Linked DNA regions of Mus musculus: regions 1, 2, 3 and 4 are each linked to region 5. Evidence: chromatin contacts called from public ChIA-PET, HiChIP or PLAC-seq and promoter capture Hi-C data. All regions are on one chromosome and are shown on one strand. The core of a region is the stretch at or near the end of the contact, and the rest is flanking DNA. Distances in the headings are between cores, read along the strand shown.

The links. Promoter capture Hi-C pulls out the DNA fragments that hold promoters and counts their contacts. ChIA-PET counts read pairs in DNA pulled down with a chosen protein or histone mark. HiChIP or PLAC-seq counts read pairs in DNA pulled down with a chosen protein or histone mark.
Region 1: a contact with region 5 is called in an RNA polymerase II ChIA-PET map of effector CD8 T cells, with 9 read pairs. The contact joins the enhancer-like site here to the promoter of 2810459M11Rik in region 5. A contact is called at or near these places in 9 of 39 promoter capture datasets (the C10 cell line, the HPC-7 cell line, cranial neural crest and 5 more), 1 of 15 datasets of contacts at CTCF or cohesin (embryonic stem cells), 19 of 484 Hi-C or Micro-C datasets (the C2C12 cell line, the G1E-ER4 cell line, the MC38 cell line and 9 more), 7 of 115 datasets of contacts at active chromatin or transcription factors (the HPC-7 cell line, bone marrow-derived macrophages, effector CD8 T cells and 4 more) and 2 of 9 other capture datasets (adipose tissue and embryonic stem cells).
Region 2: an H3K4me3 HiChIP or PLAC-seq map of the SCID.adh cell line shows a contact between it and region 5, with 4 times the contacts expected there. The contact joins the promoter of A630001G21Rik here to the promoter of 2810459M11Rik in region 5. A contact is called at or near these places in 2 of 115 datasets of contacts at active chromatin or transcription factors (the SCID.adh cell line and effector CD8 T cells).
Region 3: a promoter capture Hi-C map of stem cell-derived epiblast-like cells shows a contact between it and region 5, with 2.7 times the contacts expected there. The contact joins the promoter of Nmur1 here to the promoter of 2810459M11Rik in region 5. A contact is called at or near these places in 2 of 39 promoter capture datasets (HPC-7-derived erythroid cells and stem cell-derived epiblast-like cells) and 1 of 9 other capture datasets (adipose tissue).
Region 4: a contact with region 5 is called in an H3K4me3 HiChIP or PLAC-seq map of embryonic stem cells, with 11 read pairs. The contact joins the promoter of B3gnt7 here to the promoter of 2810459M11Rik in region 5. A contact is called at or near these places in 2 of 15 datasets of contacts at CTCF or cohesin (the NIH/3T3 cell line and embryonic stem cells), 1 of 484 Hi-C or Micro-C datasets (embryonic stem cells), 3 of 115 datasets of contacts at active chromatin or transcription factors (bone marrow-derived macrophages and embryonic stem cells) and 1 of 9 other capture datasets (pancreatic islet).

The regions. Positions count from the first base shown.
Region 1 is chr1:86,342,544-86,346,904 of GRCm38.p6, forward strand. Ncl (nucleolin) reads right to left here. Exons shown (of 14, transcript NM_010880.3): 14 at 2,176-4,361. Among named protein-coding and RNA genes, the nearest start is that of Snora75, 6.6 kb to the right of the region's middle. Within about 2 kb of position 1,783, at least 63 of the 459 cell types and tissues checked have an H3K27ac peak or open chromatin away from gene starts, as enhancers often do. A contact at or near this core is called in the G1E-ER4 cell line, the HPC-7 cell line, bone marrow and 3 more, where this site is marked.
Region 2 is chr1:85,734,252-85,738,255 of GRCm38.p6, forward strand. A630001G21Rik (RIKEN cDNA A630001G21 gene) reads right to left here and starts at 2,355. Exons shown (of 6, transcript NM_177055.3): 1 at 2,221-2,355.
Region 3 is chr1:86,386,733-86,390,776 of GRCm38.p6, forward strand. Nmur1 (neuromedin U receptor 1) reads right to left here and starts at 1,409. Exons shown (of 2, transcript NM_010341.1): 1 at 581-1,409. The coding sequence starts at 1,409.
Region 4 is chr1:86,301,039-86,305,269 of GRCm38.p6, forward strand. It overlaps B3gnt7 (UDP-GlcNAc:betaGal beta-1,3-N-acetylglucosaminyltransferase 7), which reads left to right and starts at 2,183. Exons shown (of 2, transcript NM_145222.2): 1 at 2,183-2,516; 2 at 4,007-4,231. The coding sequence starts at 2,506. Gm28626 (predicted gene 28626) reads right to left here and starts at 3,022. Exons shown (of 2, transcript NR_151592.1): 1 at 2,926-3,022; 2 at 2,025-2,580. Gm16341 (a long non-coding RNA gene) reads right to left here and starts at 732. Exons shown (of 3, transcript XR_387210.3): 1 at 290-732.
Region 5 is chr1:86,044,118-86,048,022 of GRCm38.p6, forward strand. 2810459M11Rik (RIKEN cDNA 2810459M11 gene) reads left to right here and starts at 1,746. Exons shown (of 3, transcript NM_001144993.1): 1 at 1,746-2,455. The coding sequence starts at 1,846.

The sequences.
Region 1 (4,361 bases), core at 533-3,032, 300 kb after region 5:
GGGGCATGCTCATGCTCTTTCCTTGAAGGCTTTAACAAGAGAACCCTAGCCCTTTTCTGTCTCACTGAATCTTGTGTTTGTGGTAGGGCCTTGAGCATGCTAGGCAAGTACTCCTCCACTAAAATATACCCACCGCCCTTAGACTGTATATATTATATCATGGTTTTTTGCAAGTTATTGGCTTGTGTGATTGTGGAGGCTGAGAAACCTAAATTCTACATGGGGTATGGCATTCTGCAGCAGCTGAAGTTCATGTGCAGAAATATATTACTGTTCTCACTGCCCCCTCCCCTGGCTGAAAAAGTCAGTAAAAGTGACAAGGAACTGGAGATGTTTTCAACATATTAGCTGTTCAAATCATTGAAGAGTCCTGGAACCCCAATAACCCATGGGGGTTTTGCATCCTGGTTTTTACCCAGTTCTGGCATGAGACTTCCCCTAAAAACAGGTACTGGGAATTGACCCTAGGACTTCGTTGGTAAGCTATGTCCCTAACCTTTAAATTTTTTTTCTTGAGCTTCACTAAGTTGTTCAGACTGGCTTTCAGCCCACTCTGTATCTCAGATAGGCCTTTAATTCATGATTCTCCTGTCTCAGCCTGCTAAGTAGTTGAGATTATAGGACTGCCTGCCCAACCAAATCCAGCATTAGAGCCAGACTTTCTTCTGTGTGTATGCACATGTGTGTATGGGGGTACATGTGCTTATGAAGGACATAGATTGCATAGAGTGCCTTCCTCAATCATGCTCTACCTTATTTTTGAGACAAGGTCTCTCACTGAACCTGGAGTTCACTAAGTCAGCAAGGCTAGCCCAGCCAGAAAAGCCCAGGATTTTGGCATGAGCTATCACTACATGTAGCTTTTTTTATTTGTGCACTGGGGATATGACGTATGTATGTAGATGCATGCATGGCCAGCACTTTACTAAGCACAGAAGTTATTCAGAATGTCTTCAGTTGGTTGAGGCCTTTCAACCAACTGATTTAGGTTTATAGGGTCATTTAGGATTAATCTCCTTTACTCCTCCCCACAGCAGAAACTAGATTCATTGCAGAAAACTGTTGTCTAGGTAGACTAACATCTCAAAAGGCCATTAAAGTCCTTGAAAGAAATTATACATGCTTTCCTATCACAGTACAGTACAGGAGTTCAAACCATGAAGATGTCCTGGAATTCATTCTGTAGACCAGGTTGGCTTTGAACTCAAGAGATCCACTTGCCTCTGCCTCCAAAGTGCTAGGATTACAGGCATGCACCATCACTGCCTGGCCGAATTAAGTCCAGGTCAGATACAAGTGGAGTACTCCTTTAATTCCAGTACCTAGGAGGTAGAGGCAGGTAGAGTGAGAATTCAAGCCAGCCCTTGCCTACACCATGATGCTGCTACAAACATAAAACGGGGGTGGGGGGTCGGGGTGTTGGATGACAGGTAAGGCAAATTAAATCCTCCCAAACTGAAGGACATGAAAGAGAACAGCACAGGCACAAAATCTATGGAGTTTTTGGTTAGAGCAGAAAACTAGTAGTAGTTCTCAGCTATAGGAGTGGTTAGCATGAACTTGCTGTGGAACACTGCTGAATGACTGTCCATACCTCTTCATAGTACTTCTGATCTTCCTGCCTCCATTCTGAGTGCTGTGTTTACAAATGGTCACCACCACACATAGCTGTATTGATTTTGTTTTGCTTTTGTTGGTAATGGAATCCTTGTGGCTATTAGGAAGGCATTCTACCAACTGAGCCATTCTGTCAACAGTCTGCCTTGTTTTTTGTTGCCTGAAGATTTTCCACTCTCAAAATTCTGCCTTTGTAGTTATCTTCCCAATCTACAAAAGCCAAGGGTGTCTTGAAAGTGTTTTGTCAATTTTCCTTGGAAAGAGAAACTTCATTGTCTCTACCAACCAAGATGCAATTTTGCCATCTTGCTTCAAAGGAAGCTCTCGTGTCATCACCCAAGGCTGTGTGTGCAGCACTTCCTGTTTATCTCTAAAGAGTTTTGTCACCGTTGATGAAAGCCACCAATTTACTCACACATTGTCTCTCAGCCGTTGTATTTATAAACCTTGAAAGGGGAAACTGCTTAAATGTTCCTTTTTGGGTCCCTGAATTATTTTTTTTTCAAACTGTCAGCAACAGCCATTTTTCCTGAAGGGAAAACCAAACACCCAGATCTAGACATGTTTACTAGAGGTTTATCCTTCCCATAGTTTACCTTGTGGATGTGAATCATTCCGATGTTTAATTACTGTATGAGTGATATGCATGTTCAGGTACATGCTTGCTACAGAGAGGCCAGACAAACCTATTGTTTCTCTCCTTCAGCTTTTACATCTTCTAGAGATCAAACACAGGCTGTCAGGTTTGGTGGCAGGCACCTTTACTAATTGAACTCACTGGCCCCCTTTACAGATATTTTTAACCAACAAATGCAGTTTCTTCCTAATTAATGTCCAAGTTACCATTATGATGCCCCTAAAAAATTTGCACTTTCTTTGATATGGGAAAAGAAACTAGAGATGGCACCCTTCCAAATGATTAGACACTGGGAGTGTTATGATAGAATAGAGACAAAAGATTATCAAAATTGCTTTACCAGGCGGTGGCGGCGCACACCTTTAATCCCAGCACTTGGGAGGCAGAAACAGGCAGATCTCTGAGCCTGGTCTACAGAGTGAGTTCCAGGACAGCCAGGGCTACACAGAGAAACTTGGGGCTGGTGGATGGCTCAGCAAAGGTCCTGAGTTCAAATCCCAGCCACCATGCCCCAGATTTCATGGCTTAGGGTGAGTGTTTGTAGTTCAGCTAGTCCTTTCTGGAAATACTCACACACACACCCTAGAGTATGCCAAACCACATTGTCAACTGAACTGGATCTAGAAGGAAATAGACACGCTTCTAAGCATATCTGTAGGAAATTATCTAGATCAGGTTAACTTCTGGCTATGCCTATGAGATTATCTTGAATTACCTCAGGTATGTAAAACCATCCCTAGGTTGGAGTCCTAGTCTGCATGGAAAGGAAAGCTAGCTGAATACAAGCATCCATCAACTTTTTCTAACTATAGATGCAATGTGACCAGCTGCTTCAAGCTTCTGGCATCATGTCGTCCTTGTCCCTGCCATGATGGACTATATTCTGGAACTGTGAATCAAAATAAACCCCTTTTCTTTAAATTGCTTTGGTCAGGTATTCTGTTATAGCAACATGTAGAGTAATTCCCTAGTGCCCTAGACACTTATCAATCTGATCAAGTTTATAGCTGATATTAACAGCTACGAATCCACTCTCTTTGATGCCAGCACTCAGAAGGCAGAGGTGAATGAACCTCTGGGAATTAAAGGCCAGCTGGTCTAAATAGTAAGTTCTAGGATAACCAAAGCTACATAGTGAGAGAGACCCTGTCTCAAAAAAACAGAAATCTGACAGAAATGTAAAGGAAAAAAACAAAAAAACCAAAGTCAAGAAAAACTGCAATCACCTAATTATATGTACAAACCAAGGTCCTGGTCTAATTCCAAGCACCATAAAAATAATTACCAGATAGAACTGAGGCACATACTCTCAAAGTCAGTGTTTAGTCTGGCGCGCTACAGGTGTGCCAAGATTAGCCGGATTTCTGGGCAACAGAGGGGTACTGAGGAGTGAGTCTGGAAGTTTGGGGGGGACCATGAACAGGAACAGTAAATTTGACATAAAATCGCTTCCAACTTTTCCTAAATTTTTCATTTTCCTATTCATTTTTATGTATATGGGTGTTTTGCTAGCACCCAAGAAAGTGCCCAAAAAGCAGAAAAGGACCTTGGGTCCCTGGAACTAGTTACAGTCAAGCAGCATCTGGATGCTGGGAAGTGAACTGGGGTTCTCTGCATGTAAACAGCCAGTGTTTAATCACTGAAACTCCTCACTTTCAATTTGGTTGGCTCAAGAAAATACACAGCTGGTATTCTCAGGATAAACACATTACCTGGCTTTAAAGTAAATCTCATCATATTCTATGAAAAACAGAAACTCAGATTTTGCTAGCTACTTAAGAATGCCAGTACAAAATGTACTTGAATTAGCACATGGCTGGCCTCTAAATATGGGTCAATGTCCAGTTTAGACATGCAATGAAAGAGAAACAACTCTTCATAATCCTAACAAGTACTCAACCATAACTCCTGTTAAAACTACAAATAAGGGGCGACTTAAGGGCACTGGTCACTCTTCCAGGGGACCCAAGTTCAATTCCCAGCACCCACATAGCAGCTCACAACTGTTTGTAACATGGTGGGTCTGACTCCTCACACACATAAAGACCAAATACTAATGCACATAAAAAAATTTACAAATGACTTCAATGATTGTAGATGTATAGGA
Region 2 (4,004 bases), core at 1,105-3,604, 310 kb before region 5:
GGGGAACTCTTTCTGGTTTGGTCCTGGCCATTTGTGTTTGTTTGTTTGTTTGTTTGTTTGTTTGTATAAAAAGCTTTTACTTGCCGGGCGTGGTGGCGCACGCCTTTAATCCCAGCACTTGGGAGGCAGAGGCAGGCGGATTTCTGAGTTCGAGGCCAGCCTGGTCTACAGAGCGAGTTCCAGGACAGCCAGGGATACACAGAGAAACCCTGTCTCGAGTCTCGAAAAACCAAAAAAAAAAAAAAAAAAAAAAAGCTTTTACTTTACTAAAACCAAAACTTGAGACTTTGAGACTGTGAATCTCTGAACGGCCCTGGACCCACACCTGCTTCCTGTCTGGAGTGAGTAGATGTCTAATTGCTCTTCCTATCCCTGCATCAAGAATTAATTAGTAATTAGTAGCTGCTGAGAGGTGGCATCTGGGGGATGAGCCCCCTTATAGGTCATCTGACCCCAAGTGGTTCTCCCTATACACACAGACATGGGAGCAACACTAGAGGAACTCAGCAGGCTGTGCACATGTATGTGCATGCATGCATACATACATACATACATACATACATACATACATACATACATTGTGTAAGTATAGCAGTAATAGTGAAAGAGGAAGAGGCCACTGCTTTGCAAGGGAGTGAAGGGGACAGTGAAGGGGACAGTGAAGGGGACAGGAGAATGGAAATGATGAAAACACAGTACCTATGTATGAAATTCAAAAGCATTAAACATTTCAGTTTAGTCTTAACATCCCTGCTGAAAACCCACTATCTATGCCTGCTCATGTATCTCTCTTCAGTCCATTTGTTAGTCCCCACGCCAGAGCACCCCACTGCCTTGGGAACTGCAGGTTTGAAGTGTTTCAGAGATGGAAAGGGTAACTCATCCATCTATCTGTATTCTTCCCTAAGACCGTTCTGGCTCTTCAGGGGCCCCTACAGTACCGTACGACTCTGAGGTTCAGCATCTCCATTTTTGTGGGCCGGAAAAGCCCAAACTATTAGAATATGGTGGGAAGGGCTGTTGGAAATTCTATAGTGGTTGTTGAATCAGTAATTGTTTTGGATAGTGTTGACATAGCTGGACAAAGGCAAAATGGGACCCAGTCGGAGCAAAGGCTTGGCAGATCACCCCAGCTTTCTATTCTGCTGGATTATAGCTTCTACCAAGAATCAGTCTCTCCAAAACAATGCTGGGTATTGGCAAAGAAAGATTTCCGGGGTCCCTGCCCTCCTCCCTCGATTAGGCCACGACTGGATGTGGGCAGGGCTGAACTGGAAAGTCAGGGTCTGAGTACACTTTTGAAATTTAACGATTTTTAACAGAAAAACGAAACCAGGAATTAAACTTGGACAAAGAAGTGCTAAGCCTTCATCCTAGCCCTTAGCTCTTCCTCTAGAAGCAGGAACTTGCTAATGTCCTTTCCTGAACGGTAGTTGGTCCATCCCAAACCACACTGCCGGTGCGATAAAAATGAGCAAACACATATAGACAGCTTCAGGGGCTAGCAAGTGGCACCTCCTCTGCTTGCCCCCCACCCCCACCTCCTAGCCTTACCCCCACCCCCGCCAACCACAACCCTACCCCAGGAGGAGCAGCGCAGGGCACTAAGGGGAAATCAGCAGTGGCCCCCTGGGGGCAGACTCCACCCCTTCCCTCCCTGAAGGATATGACCTCAGGCTGGGTGCTCCCCTGAGGCTGGTCCGTAAATGGCTCCGGTCCTGACCCTCTTACAGGAAGGAGTACAGGACATAGCAGCCCAAGTGTACCACTTTGGAACCCTTGAGATGAGCAAGGAGAAACAGCACGTGTTGGAGACTTTCTCTGAAAGCCCTCTTCTGCCTAAAGGCAGGTCTTTTGAGAGAATTCCCTTACAGCAGTGCTTCCCTGAGAGTTCCATAGAAGAGTGATTGTCTCATGCCAGGAGAGGAAGCTAGAAGTCAGCTCTCTCAGAGAAACTCTGTCTCAAGCCACCATCCATTCTATCTGTTTGTTTTCACCTAAAACACTTCACAGGCTGCCTAACACCCCTTCCCCTTCCAAAAGAATGCTTAAGCACCTCTCTTGTTCGTTAATAAGTTTGCTCTCTGTGGTGCATTAATCTGTCTGGTATCGGGCTATTTCATAGACTCATTTAAGGAGTCCTCTGGGAGTCAAGGCCTCCCTCCCTCCTCTCCCTCACTTCATCCCAAACACCCTTCCACCTCCTCCCCAGTTAGCTACCTTGGGTCTGGGGGAGTCCGCAGGGGACACCTTCAGCCTTCCTCACGGCGGGCGTCAATTGTGGTCAGTAGCAAGTACAGAAAGCAGAGCGAAAGCTAGGACCTCGATCTGGGGTGGGTTTAGGGAAAACTTTAGTGAAATTTGCATTCACTTCCTCTGTGTCTCCCTGTACCACGTTCCCTCTCTCGGGTCTCTGCAAAGTCTATCCTGACCTCTGGTGGTAGCACTTGGTTACTGCACCTTTAGAAATACAGGTTGAGAGGCCTTCAGCCTGAAACCACTTGGACCATAATCATATTTAGCTTTCCAGCTTTTGGAGATTTGATGATATTTGCTTTACACATAATGAAATATTTTGAAGGTGGGACCTGTAGCAGTTACTCTTCTGCTGCTCTGATAAAATACCACACTCAAGGCATCGTAAAGGAGAGTTTATTTGGGCTTTTACAGTTCCAGAGGGGTAAAAGTCCAACATGGCAGAGAATAGAAACAATCAGCCGCAGTCACGGTACAGGAACAACGGAGCTCGAATCTCTTACTGCAGGAATGGGGGTGGGGGACTGGAAACGGTGTGTGCCTTCGAAACCTCAAAACTCCGAGATGTACTTCCTCAAGGTACACCATGTCTAATCCTCCCCCAAACAGCACCTTAGACTGGAAACCTCACACCCAACCACCTAAGACCGTGAGAGAGGGACATTTTCATTCAAATCACCACACCCAGAAATGTCAGACTTCGTGGAGCTATCACCAAAATATTCCCCAGTAAGTGATCACCATGCAAGAGTACTCTAGAGAGTACTAATATAAAATTACAATGGAGCAAGTTGTTGGGGTCCAGGAGTCGCCCCACAAACCACAGAAACACCTATCTCAGTTAAACAGGGATGGCTTATTGAACACAAGACTCATCCGCCAGGACGACAGCTCAAAGATACACACTGGACATTTCTCAGGAGAGACTTATAACAAATAAAACTGCAAAACCCACAATGAGTTCACAGGCAGGACCTAGAAGTGCTGCCCAGTAGTCAGCCCTGACTCAAACCATTTTAGACATAACAGTTCGTATTGACCTTTAATTTGATGAGTCCTACCTGAAGCTTATAGTTGTGGAATATCTTAAGATTAGCAAACCTCTTAACGTACAGAACATAACAGAGTATGTGGTCAGCATGGCCCTGCTCTGAGGGGAGTCGTTTTTTCTGCATCAATAACTGGCAGGCACATTACAGCAATGATATGTCTTAGCTGCTTAGTTGGCTGGCATGGAACAAACTGGCCACAGCTGTGCTGGGGGCGGTAGGGGCAGCCTTACCAGAAGTATTAAAAAAAAAAAAAAAAAGCCTTTTCTAAGCCCAACCCTTCCTCTTGATCCCCTCCAGTCTTGCAGAGACTAAAAAGAAACAATGATACCAAAGAGAAGACACCAAGCAAGAAGGAAAAGCAGTTAGCCAGCTCCTCTGTGGCCCAGGTGATTACTAAACCGAGTCCTTTCTTATCACTAAATGAAACCTCTGGTGTTGCCAGGGACTTTAGCCAGCTCCAGCAGATGTGATAGTGTTCAAGCTATGGTGTCCGAATATGTGGGTGGCACCCCTGCAAAGAAATGCTGTGTTTTGCTAATACCTGCAACTCTGCCTGTGGGATTTTATCTGGCCAGCCTGGATACTGAAAGCTTTGAAGCAGTCCAAATGGGAAGTGCTGGGGTTTTCATGTAACCAGAAGCAGACCTCAACCAGGGAGGAACAGGACGGTCTTGGGTGAGCTTCATAGTTCCTCGA
Region 3 (4,044 bases), core at 159-2,658, 340 kb after region 5:
ATTTGATCTTCATCATGCTTAGAGTTTGCATCTACAGCTCACTATCTTCCGGTCCTAGAAAAGCAGACAGGAGAGCCAGGTAGTGGTGGTGCACACCTTTAATCCCAGTACTTTGGAGGTAGAGGCAGGTGAATCTCTGGTCTACACAGCAAGTTCTAGAACAGCCAGAGCTACACAAAGAAACTCCTTCTCTCTTTTTTTCCCTCTTCCCTTTTCTGTCTTTCTCTGGCCTCGCTCCCTCCACCCCAAGCCCCACTTGCTCTGGTCCCTGCTAAGTCTGGCCCATAGGTTTTTTTTGTTTTATTATTATTATTATTATTATTATTATTATTATTATTATTATTATTATTAGTTTCTCATTACGGATGGTTGTGAGTCACCATGTGGTTGCTGGGATTTGAACTCATGACCTCCAGGAGAGTGGTCAGTGCTCTTACCTGCTGAGCCATCTCACCAGCCCTGAAACCCTTTCTCAAAACAATAACAACAACAAGCAAGCAAGCAAGCAAACAATACCCTGGAAGCTCAATTCCTTCCCCAGACTGGAGGAAGCTCAGCTTTCTCCTCAACAATGACTTACACAGCATCTTGGTCACCTGTCTCCGTCCCCTATCTTGCAGCTGAATCCTTCTGTGGGAGGTCTCCTGGGTTGCTGCGGTTTTCCTGCCCTTGACCTCCACTTGGAGCAACATCCTCTCCCTCCGCAGCCGCAGCCCAATGAGCAGATACAGCACACTGATGGTGACCATGGGCAGACAGAAGAAGAGCAGTGCGGTAGTCAGTACCACCAACTTGTAGAAGTCCATGGGACCCACCAGCGAACATATAGCTGAGTCGGGCACCGGCCCCCGGCAGGGCACAGTTAGTTGACTGAGGCCATGCAGGCTGGTGTTGGGCAGAGAGAAGAGAGTAGCGAGGACCCAGATGGCCCCCACCATGCGGCGCACATGGGCCCGTGTCATCACAGACTTGGCTTGGAGTGGGCGCACCACGGCCACATAACGCTCCACACTCAGGGCTGTGACATTGAGCACTGAAGCTAGGCAGACGGTCTCTAAGAGCAGTATTCGGAAGTAGCAGGCACTCGCACCCAGCTGGAACGGGTAATTTTGCTGCATCTCATAAAGCTCCAGAGGCAAGCCCACCAGGAGCACCAGCATATCGGACACAGCGAGGCTGAAGAGGTAGAAGTTGGTGGGCGTGCGCATAGTCTTGTTGCGCAGGATGACGGTGCAGGTCAGCCCGTTGCCCAGAGTGCCCACCACGAAGATCAGCAGGTACGTGACACAGATGGGGACAAACTGTTTCATCTGCTGTGGCCCCAAATACTTCAGCCTCAGGGCCTCATCGGTAAGGTTCAGATCCTCAGGTTGATAGGGCCACTTGAACTCACTGATATTGCAGACCAGGGGGCTCCTTGAAGCATTTGGGGAGAGCGCTCCAGGAAAGATGGAACAATTGAGGCAGGGAGGAGTCTGTAGGATAGAAGGGGGAGATACCCAGAAGTCATTTAGGTAATCCCAGCTCTGTCCTAAGTTATCACACTGTAGAGGACTGATTAGTCACATGCCACTGGGAAAGAAAGCATCTGCCACCCACTAAAGTGCATTTCAACTACAGAGTATCCGGAGTGCAAACCTTGAAAATAATAAAATTGGCCGGGCAGTGGTAGTGCGCAGCTTTAATCCCAACGCGAAGGAAGCTGAGGCAGGCAGGTCTCATGTGAGTTTGAGGCTAGCCTGGGCTACAGAGCAAGTTCCAGGACAGTTAGAACTACAGAGAGAGACACTGTCTAAAAAACAAACAAAAACAAACAACAAAAAACCAATCAACAACAACAACAACAAAGAGTTATCCTCTATCCTCTACACACATACATGCAAACAGTATATATGCACAAGTACACACACACACACAAATGAAATACTTTTTAAATGATAAGATTGGCCCTTTACAATCTACTGGAATCTTTGAAGAAATGCCAGGTTTTTCCAAGAACGCTTGGCTATCTCCTTTGGCTGTCTCCCTTTTAAGACAGACTTCAGGAGAGCCACTTGATGTGGACCTCAGAAAAGTGGGTGCAACTGCAGTATTGCTTGGTCTTTAAAGAGCCGGGGCTCCTAAAGCAACTGCCAGGGCAGACCTGACCTCCCCAACTCCAGGTGCAAGATCCCGGTATTTAATCCACAAAAAGCATCGACACATGGCAGACCTGACATACAGAACGCTGTGTGTGACCTTGGTGTGAAGAGAAAGCCACCGTAGGGGTTAAGTGAAGGAGTGAAAAAGCTAAAAAACTGTACTTTGACCCAAATTTGATTCTGTTTTCTGTCACCTGAATCACTCCCAGTCTAAATATTTTATATTCTTTGCACCTACTAGACCTGGAGTTCTCACTCTCGGAACTCTCACGGAGAGGAGCTGGGGATGGGCAGGTGACAGCCCAGGTTCAAGAGAGCAGCGCTGAGACGACAGTCATCAGAAAAATGACAGAAATAAACTGACTAACTGAGAGGTCTCTCCCACAACCCCCAAATGTCTCACAGAGTTTTTCCACCCATCTCACTCTGAGAGCCGCTCCTGTCAGGGCCCGTATCCCGCTCACCTACCATGCCTTCTGCCCAGGAGGTCCTGTGCGCCCTGGCTCCCACTGACAGATAGATGCTGAGCTGAAGGCGACCTGACAGAGGCTGCCCTCCCCGCCTTCCTGGTTGCTTCGCCTGTTGTTCACAAAATCGCCACTAGAGGGCAACGCTGACCCCGGAGCTTGGAGTACTTAGGACCACTCCCAAAGGACTCTACCTGCATCCAAACCATACTAGCTAGCTGTTGGAATCACCCGGAGCTGAGAGTGTCTTCTTTTTCTAGACAACAATCCCATTTTACAGGTGAGAAGAAAAGAAAAAAAGAGCCAGAGAGAGGAAGTCCGTGAGACTTGGGTCTAAAATGCTGTCCCCACCTGCAGCACGCCGACTGAGCAGGACTTGTTCCGTGTCCTGCAATTCTTTCTGACCCACATTTTCAGACAACCTTCTTACGCACCCCTTAAGCCCCTGAAAGTCAGCAGCCTACAGAGTCTCATCCCCGTGACTCCACTTGTACACTCACAGGATAGCAATCCCCCCAATACACACAGTCTCATAAGGGGTTTCCAGCCCCGGGGTCCAAGCACTAGTCTCCTCCAAGGAAATCGCCCTCTCTCTTTTCAGCACCTCCTCCCACACCGATTCTTTCCCCGAGCATTGTCCCGACCCACTTCTTCACTCAAAGGAGCACACAAAAGCCTAGTCAGGTGTCATAGCCACACTCACCGTCTGCATTTCTGTCTTCAGTGTCCCCTCAGCTTCCCAGTATCTCCTCACCATGAAATTGCCTCCTCTGCTCCGCCCCCCTCAATCCCTGGCTTCTTAAGAACTTCATTTATAAACAGTCCTGGCTTAGAAGATTGTTGGGAACTCTGGGGCACTTATTTTTCAGAGCCCTTGGGAGAAAGAATTTTGAAAGCTTCCTATTCCGCTGCAGATGGACCAAGTAGGGCTAGATTGGTCATGACAAGGCTCAGTGTCACTCAAAACCAGATTGCTATAGCCTCACAGTATGTGAAGAATGCTTCTTTTGTTTTATTTTAAGATTTATTTATTATTATTATTATATGTAAGCCCACTGCTGATGTCTTCAGACACACCAGAAGAGCGAGTCAGATCTCATGATGGATGGTTGTGAGCCAACATGTGGTTGCTGGGACTTGAACTCGGGACCTTCGGAAGAGCAGTCAGTGCTCTTAACCACTGAGCCATCTCACCAGCCCCAGTGAAGAACATTTCTTACTGTGCTCCCATCTCTGGAACACACACACACACACACACACACACACACACACACACACACACACACACACACACACCATTGCACATGCCCCCTGTGGGCCTTTTGAAAATGTTCAAACCTCATAAAGGATGGGGGAATGACATGGTTCCCTATAGAATGACTTACAGAAGACAAATGGCCTATACCAGTCACTGTCCCTTGCACTGGCTGTGTCAT
Region 4 (4,231 bases), core at 933-3,432, 260 kb after region 5:
AGCAATGGGGACCTGTGGCTCAGTGAAAGAAGAATAGGGTGACATTGGAAAGTGACCAGAGCCTGGGGAACACACACGCACACACACACGTGCAAGGACTCATGTACTTCATTGTTACACATTTCCCCATTCTGAATTCACAGACCAAAAGATCTTTGACAAACTGACCAGTTCAACTGAAAAACCCAAGGTGACCTTGGGCGGTTCCCCACTTCCCCTGCTTCCCTGTTCCCTTGGGATCCCCTGGGATAGGTCAAATATTAGTGATCATAATATCAAAAGCACCCACCTGTCATAAGGCTCAGCGTGTAGGGGACACTGGTGTGTCTGCTTCCTCTGTCATCTCACATAACTCTGCATTGGCAGGAAATTGAGGTCTCAAGAGGATAAGCCAGCTGCCCCCCAGCAGCAGCCAGGAAGTGGGGAAAACTGGCCCAACCCCCAACCCTCTGGCACTCAGCCCTTACCAGAAACACCTGTGTCCACCTTCACCTACACCTGGAGAAATGCCACACTGGGATGAAGGGTGAATCAGAGGCCAAGAGGGCTGGTCTCCCCCAAGGCACCTTGTGGAGAGCTGAGACAGAGCACCTGCTCTTCCCCAAAGTCACACTTACAGGGCAAAAAGAGAGACGCCCAAAGCCTGGGTGTGCCAGCTGTGTTGGCACATTTATAACCCCCATCGTTCAGAAGGCTAAGGCAAAGTGATCTGGAGTTCAAGGCCAGCCTGAACTGCATGCCAAGACCCTGATTCAAAACAAACCACAATATCCTGGGTGAAATAGCAGAGACAGGGATAGGTAGCCAGTACCAAGCTAAGACAACCAGGACTGAAGACTGAGGACCGGTGTGACCTGGGACTAGTGGGACTGCAGTGACTCCTAGGGGCAGGCAGCCAGGCCTGTGAGACTTACACTTCAGGCCAGGGCTTCTTGAGGACTTAAAAGGGGCATTGTCCCAGGATTCTCCTCTGAATTTTTCATCTGAAGGCCCTTCATCATTTCCGACTGGAGCTTACAAATTCCAGAAAATTCCACTATTTGTTTAAGCACACACCCGAGCCTAAGGATCGCTAAGGGAAGGACAAAAGTAATCTTCACCCTTAGGACTCCCTGGGACTTTCTGTCTCCCTGTATTCCCTGGGAGAGGAACAGCATTGCAGAAAGGTATTGAGTTCCCCAGTCCTACTATCTGATAGAAATGCCTGAGCCGGGACTCAGGGACCACCTCCTGAGCCAGGCAGACCTCCTGGGTTTGAATAGTAAGGTTGTGACTTCATCTAAGGGTGTGTGTCCCTGACTCTAACTCCTGGTAAGATAGGAACAAACCATAGCACACGTCTCCAGAACCAAGTGAGCCACTGATGCCGGGGACCTAGAACCAGGCTTGACAGATAGGAAGTGCTGGAATGTAAAAAGTCCTGTGGGTATTTCTGAAGCGACCCCAGACCCCCAGACATCTGGATGACAGAAGGACCAGTAAGCAGCCTTATCTACCAGAAATGTTCCCAAGTCACCCAGAGGAGGCATCAAGGTGTCCCCTCCCTCCCTGTACTGTGATTGTGGTGTGTAGCCCACTCCCAAGAGAAAATGGTGCTCACACCGCAGAATAATAAAAACCTGGAGACAAAAAAAAAAAAAAAGTGGGGGTGCGGTTAAGTGAAGGATTTGTTGGCAATACAAGAAGGAGGTTTTTGTTTGTTTTGAGACAAGAGTCTCATTAGGGAGACCTTGCTGGCCGGGAACTCACCATGTAGACCAGGCTGGCCTTAAACTCGCAGAAATCCACCAACTGGGATTAAAAGCACATGCGAACACGCTAGCAAAAGAATGGACTTTTTGCAGAGGATAATAAGCCTTCTCACTGGGGGGTGGTAATGCAGAAAGAGTGGGAAACCCAGAGCTGGATTGACCTGAGCTGGCTGGGGGTCTAACACAGGCAACCCAGCATCATCTTCTCTTGAGATCGCCGCCCAGGCCTAAGCGAGCCCGGGAAGAAGAAAAGTAGACAGGGCAGAGATAAGGTAACTTTAGGGAAACAGCCTTTATCCACCTCCCTCCACTCTACACACCCAGGGCTACTCCAGAAGGAAGCAACCAGGCCGCTAGGCGCCGGGTGGGCGTGGAGGTGGGCGGTGTCCGACGTCCCCACGTGTCCCGAAGGAGGCGAGGCGGGCGACCCCGTGAAGGCCCAGCAGCGGGGAAGTCGCCGCCTCAGGATGTTGGCGATCTTCAAGGTCTCTGAGATTCTGGCTCTTCCCTTCGCGTTCCCGTGGGGCGTGCCTCTGAGGTGGCCAGGGCTGAACGGAGTTGCTGTCCCCACAGTGAGCCGGGGCACAAAGGGTTAACCTACCTGGGCCACCGCCCCTGAGGCCCCTCCTCCAGCCGCAGGGAAAAAAAGAAAGTCTCAGCGGGGGTGCGGCTCGGCCTCGTCCCGCTGTCCCCAGCCGCGGCGCTCAGAGCTGTGATCCGTGCGCCCCGCTCAGCTGCCCTGGACCGGGCCGCCATGTCTCTGTGGTGAGTCGGGGTCCCGGTGGGGCGCAGAGTACCTCCGAGCTTCACCTCCTCCCGGGGCCGCAGACTGCAAGGGATGCACGCTAGGTGTCCTGAGGCCGACCCCAGTTTCCCCGGGCAGCGAGGGTGGCGGGAGATGCGGAGCAGGGCGCGCCGCCGGAGCGGCAGATGGGATGTGGGAGATGCGAGGCGCACGCTTGGCTCTGCGGCCACGACTCCGGCAGCCTGTATGCAACGTCTCTCTAGCCTTGGGGTTTCACTAGCAGACACACACACACCCGACCCCTCCGGTCCCTCTTCCCTCCTGTGGCCTCTTCTCCGGACCGCCTCGACCCTTCTCCTTCCCCGGCTTTGCTCTTACTAATGGAGTGGATTGGTATGTGCGAGCCAGGGCCCTGAGGCTGGTTCTTACCCGGACTCCGGAGCTACGACGTGGAGCTTCTTTAGAACCCTGAGGACTGGAGTACTGGGTTCAGAATTCTCTTACTTCCATTCCCAGCAGCGCGCCTCCAGTCATTTCTGTCTTTCTCCATCCAACCTGGTAACCAGGAAGTCATGGGGCTCTTGAGGAAAGCTCGATGAATGTGGGTAGGAGGACTTAACATTCACTCACCCTGCGCCTCCGCAGGCTTAAAACCTGGCGTTATCTACTACGTGCTTCGTGGGCCCCTGGCTCTTGTACCTCCCAGACTTGGAGGTGAGAACCATCTCTCTGCTGGCCCAGTCCTGGAAAGTCATGAGTCTCCCAGTGTGAGCTAAGGAGGGAAGGTTCTTGGGGAAGGGGGCACAGGCAGGATCATTCCTGAGAAGAGCTAGGATTTCTGCCTCTGAAAAGGGTGTGCTGGGCTTACTTGACCAGGTAGGGGCCCCGGAAAGTGGGTTTTCGTCCCCAGGACTGAAGGGCTAGGCACCTCATTGCTTTGTGTAGAATATAAAGGTAAGGATAAGGAGTCGTGATGGGATCTGTCCACTTCCCTTCGAGACTTCCCAATTAGAGCAAGAAAGGCTCGCTTCTGTTGAGTCAGTGGGGGCTGCTAACCCACTCCCCACTGCAGCCCACAAGGAGACTCCCCAAAAGCTGCAACAAGGATACTGTCTTTTTCCCTTAGAGTGACTGGTTCAAAGTGATACTGCTGTCCACATATGTATGTGAACTAAAAATAAAAACCAGAGCTCAGGGGATGGACAGTGGTCTCTTTTCCTGGCAAAATGACAGCATTTCACTGGGTTCATGCCTGGTACTTTATCCTGTGTTCTGTCCCATTTTGGGGGAACTTAAGGGGTTAAATGGCCCCCTTCCCAAAATTGTTGTTGGGTTTGGGACCCCAGTAGCTGAATACACAGTGCTTCTTGAGTTGGGCAGTTAGCATGAGAAAAGCAGCAGGTTCCTCTGACCTTCCAGGAAGTAGAGTCCACTGGCCCATCTATGGGCCCCTAATCCTCAGGAGGAGTATGAGTGCCAGCTCACCTTCCTCTCTGCTGCTCCCCTTTAGGAAGAAAACCCTCTACAAGAGTGTATGCCTGGCTCTGGCCCTCCTTGTGGCTGTCACCGTTTTCCAGCGCAGTGTGACCCCTGGTCAATTCCTTCAGGATCCTTTACCGCCCACGCCGGGGCCAGCCAAAACTGGAAATCTGGTCAACCCCAACAGCTTCTGGAAGAGTTCAAAGGATGTAGCGGCTCCCACTCCCACAGTTCCTCGGGGACCCCAGGTCTGGGA
Region 5 (3,905 bases), core at 496-2,995:
AGGAGTTGGGAACAAGGTATTTTAAAAGAGGGGATTGGGGCTTTATGGTGAGGCCAGGGCTGGGCAGTAAAATGTCTTGACAACAACACCCTTTGGGCCAATTATTATGTAGTGGATGGATGGAGAAATAAAGAGAAGATACAAGCCCCAGAGGCTATTTGAATTTAACTTCATGTTAAATAGCATGTAAAAAGCATTTGTATCAACTCCAGTGTGCAGTAATAGCCACATGTGCCTTAGGGCAACTGCATTTGAACAGGGCAGGAAAACAGTTCGCAGAATGTTCTTTTGGACAAAACTGGTAGGACGTATGTTCCTGCTTCTGACCTGGATTTTAGACAAATAGTCATAGATGCATATACATGTACACACCTTACACCTATAGACCAACACCAGAGCACGCCAGCATCCCATGTCCACTTCTAGATCAGTGGCTCTCAACCTTCCTAACTCTGCAAGCCTTTAATACAGGGCCTCAAGTTGTGGTGACTCCCAACCAAAAAGTTAGTCTCATTGCTACTCCATAGCTATCACTCTGCTAGTATTGTGCATCATAATGTAACTGGCTTTTCTGAAGGGGTCACAAGGGACGGGTTGCTCTAGACTTGTTCTAGATTCTGGCCCATGGGGAACAACAGCCTCACATGACATCAGGTGGTACCCAAATGCAACAAGTGTTTGTGGAAAGGATGATCTTGATCCATTTGGAGGAAGTATTGGAGGCTGAAGAGAAGTGGTAGAGGAGGTCCCCTGGGTGATGGTTAATTCTAATTATCAAGGAAACACAACCCAGAATCACCTGGGGAGAGAGTCTCAAAAGGGGACAGTCTAGGTCAGCTTGCCCCGTGAGCAGGTCTGGGAATGGCCAGGATTATCTTGATCACCTTAACTGATGAGGGAAGACCCAGCCTGAAGGGTGTGACACCCTTCATTGGTGTGATTGTACAAAAATATTCCTATCTCTTCACTCATGGGTGTGGGTGTGTTGTGGCCAGCTGTCTGGAAGCTCCTGCCTCTGTGACTTCCCTGCAGTGATGGCTACAACCAGGAACTGTGAGCTAAAATAAGCCCTTTCTTCTCTTCCCTAAACTGTTTGGTGTTAAGGTATTTTTATCACAGCGACAGAGTTGAAGCTAGGATGTTATGCTTCCCATCTCTCTCCCGTTCTCACTCACTCTTCTGCTCCAACTGGGCTCCAAAGCTTACACCACTGGAAAAGCAGGCCCTGACGCCAAACCCTGTAGGACTACTCCGAAATAGCTCCAGAAGTTAGAAATGGTGGTACAGACTGTAATCCTAAACTGAAGCTAAAGGGTCTCCAGATTCTAGGCTAGGATGGTGAGATCGTGTCTCAGGAGAAAGAAAGAAAAAAAAAATCTGAGAGATGGTTTACCGATTAAGAGCACTGACTGCTTTTGCAGAGGACCTGGATTGGGTTCCCAGTACCCATGTAGTTGATTATAAACATTCACAACTCCAGATCCAGGAGATCAGACGCTGGTACTAGTGCAGATGCATTTAAGCAAAATATCCATACACATAAAACAAATAAAACGCATAAACAAACAAAACCATCTTACCCTAAGAGGGTACATTAGTCAGGTTAATAATGTCCACTCATCCTCAGTCCCCCACAAGAGCCTGTACTTTCTAGATGTCCTAAATGCTTAGTAGTCCTAAACTACTGAGTGTGTTACTGGGTATCTAAATGAACGAATGAGTGAATGATAAATTCAGTGCGGCGGGACAGGAGTGCGCAGGGGGTCTGGGCGGCTCGGCCCTCGGGGGCGTGTCGGCCGAGGCAGCGGCGGAGCTCCCAGCTCGGCGCAGGAGGCGGCGGCCAGCATGGAGAGCGAGCTGGAGGCGCTGGCCCCGCGGCCCGCGAGCCCGGCGGAGCCACCCTTCCAGGCGTTGGTGGAGGCGGCGGGTGGCCGCGGGCAGGTGCTGCTGGTGGGCGAGCTGTGGGAGCGCGAGCAGAGCCGCGCGCTGCTGAGGGACTTCGCCGGTGCCGTGTTCCCGCCGGAGTCCGCGCCGGGCAAGCCGGGCTGCGCAGAGGCCGAGAGCGCGGGCACCGCGGCGGCCACCGAGTCGCACGGGGCTCCGGGGGCGAAGGCGGAGCGAGCCATTCGCTCGCCGCTCGTTTTCGTGCTGTGCCGCGTCGGATCGCTGACCTCCCGGGAGTCGCGGCGCCGCCTGCGGGAGATGCTGCGGGACGTGCGCGACCGGAGGTGTGAGGGCGCCGCGCTGGTCGGAGTGCTGGTGGCCGACACGGGTGCGGATGACGCGAGGGCGCCCGAACTGCAGCTGCTCGAGACGCTGCTGCGCACGGTGTTCGGCCGCCAGGTCGGGGGCCCGGTGCAAGCAGCAGCCTTTCGTCCCGGCTGTCCCGCCTCCAGCCTGGCGGTCCAGGAGGCGGCCTGCAGAGCCCTGCAAGCTGCGGGGCCGGGACGACCAGGTGAGGCTGCGTGTGGGGTCAGGCTGGGCACTGGGGAAGGCGTCCCTTTAGACCGGTTGAACCCGTTTAGGCCACCCAACTCTGTTGAGGTAAACTGAGGCCCGGTGCTGGGAGGTCCCCAGCACAAGGCTTCTCAGCCTAAGGTGGACATGCTCTGGACATGGAATTGAGTCTGTCTGGCCAGATCCTGACTGCACATGAGATCGGGGGTGGGGTATCTGAGGGTACAACTGGTGGGAAGTGGGTAAGAAGTAGAGTTGAACTGCTCTAAACAACAACAATGTAGGAGTTGGAAACTGGGATAGAAGATGCAAAAATTTGGGTGGTGTGCGTGGGAAGAACTGAGTCTGGGGGGCGGGGTGACTGTAGCTTTAGGACAAGTTTGTCCTGGTAGGATTGTCCTCAGAGCTTTAGGAGAGGGGGAGCTATACAGGAGGCTCGGTGTGGAAGGGAGGAAGGCAATCGAAGTTCCTGGCAAAAACACAGAATAGGTGCCAGGGACGTATCCGGAAGGGTGTGAGGGACCGAGACCGTGACGACCTCAGTTATTCCTGGTAGCCACCGATCGCTGGCTGCTTCCGCCAGGTTTTCCTTCCACGCTCTATTCTAAAGTGTAGAGATGGTGTGAGCGCTTTTAGTCGGAGACTGCTCCGTCATGGGATCAGACGTCCCAAGGCAGCGTGTTTTGCTGCAAAGTACTGGGATTAAAAAGAAGGTCCTAAGTGGAGCCCTGACAAACGCTAGGAAAGCTTTCCACCGCTCAACTCACTTCCGTTTGACCTTTGACTGTAGTAAGCTTTTGAACTAAAGAGTGGCTGTGTGAGGTGTTCTGGCTGTGTGAGGTGTTCTGGGGCATTAGCCTGCCACTGGGAGATGTCAGACCTTTCACACCAGGAGACGTTGTCTGATATTATAAATGTCACACTTGCACCTGCTGGCTAGGCCACAGTAGTTCTCTGGCGGTTCCCTCCCCTCCCGCCAACCTTCCTTTGGTGGAGGCTGACCGACCTCCAGGATCCTGAAAGATTAGGCAGATAAGTACCCCACGTGCATTCCTGTTCTGAGAATCATTCATTGGCTTCCTTACCTGGCTTTGAGGGAAAGAAGGTAATTTACACAAATTCTCCCCAGACTAATGAGCTAGTGCCTAGAAAATTCTTTAAGCCTTCCTTCTCTTGAGAGGCCCTCACACCCTGGCACCCAAGATGGATGACCAAATCCTTGGTTTAAAATAACCCCTTCCACTCTGGAAAATGGGACCTTTGCAGACGCATCATCCTCTATTATATTAAACACTTGCTTACTCTTATAAAGCACTCTCTGAGAAAAACAAAACCTTTTACTAATGAATTTTACTAATTCAAGTTCATGAATTAACTATAACTTCTTGTTGCAGCTTTGGCTGCAAGGAAACAAAAGTGACCCATGCCTTTAATCCCAGTAGTCAGTA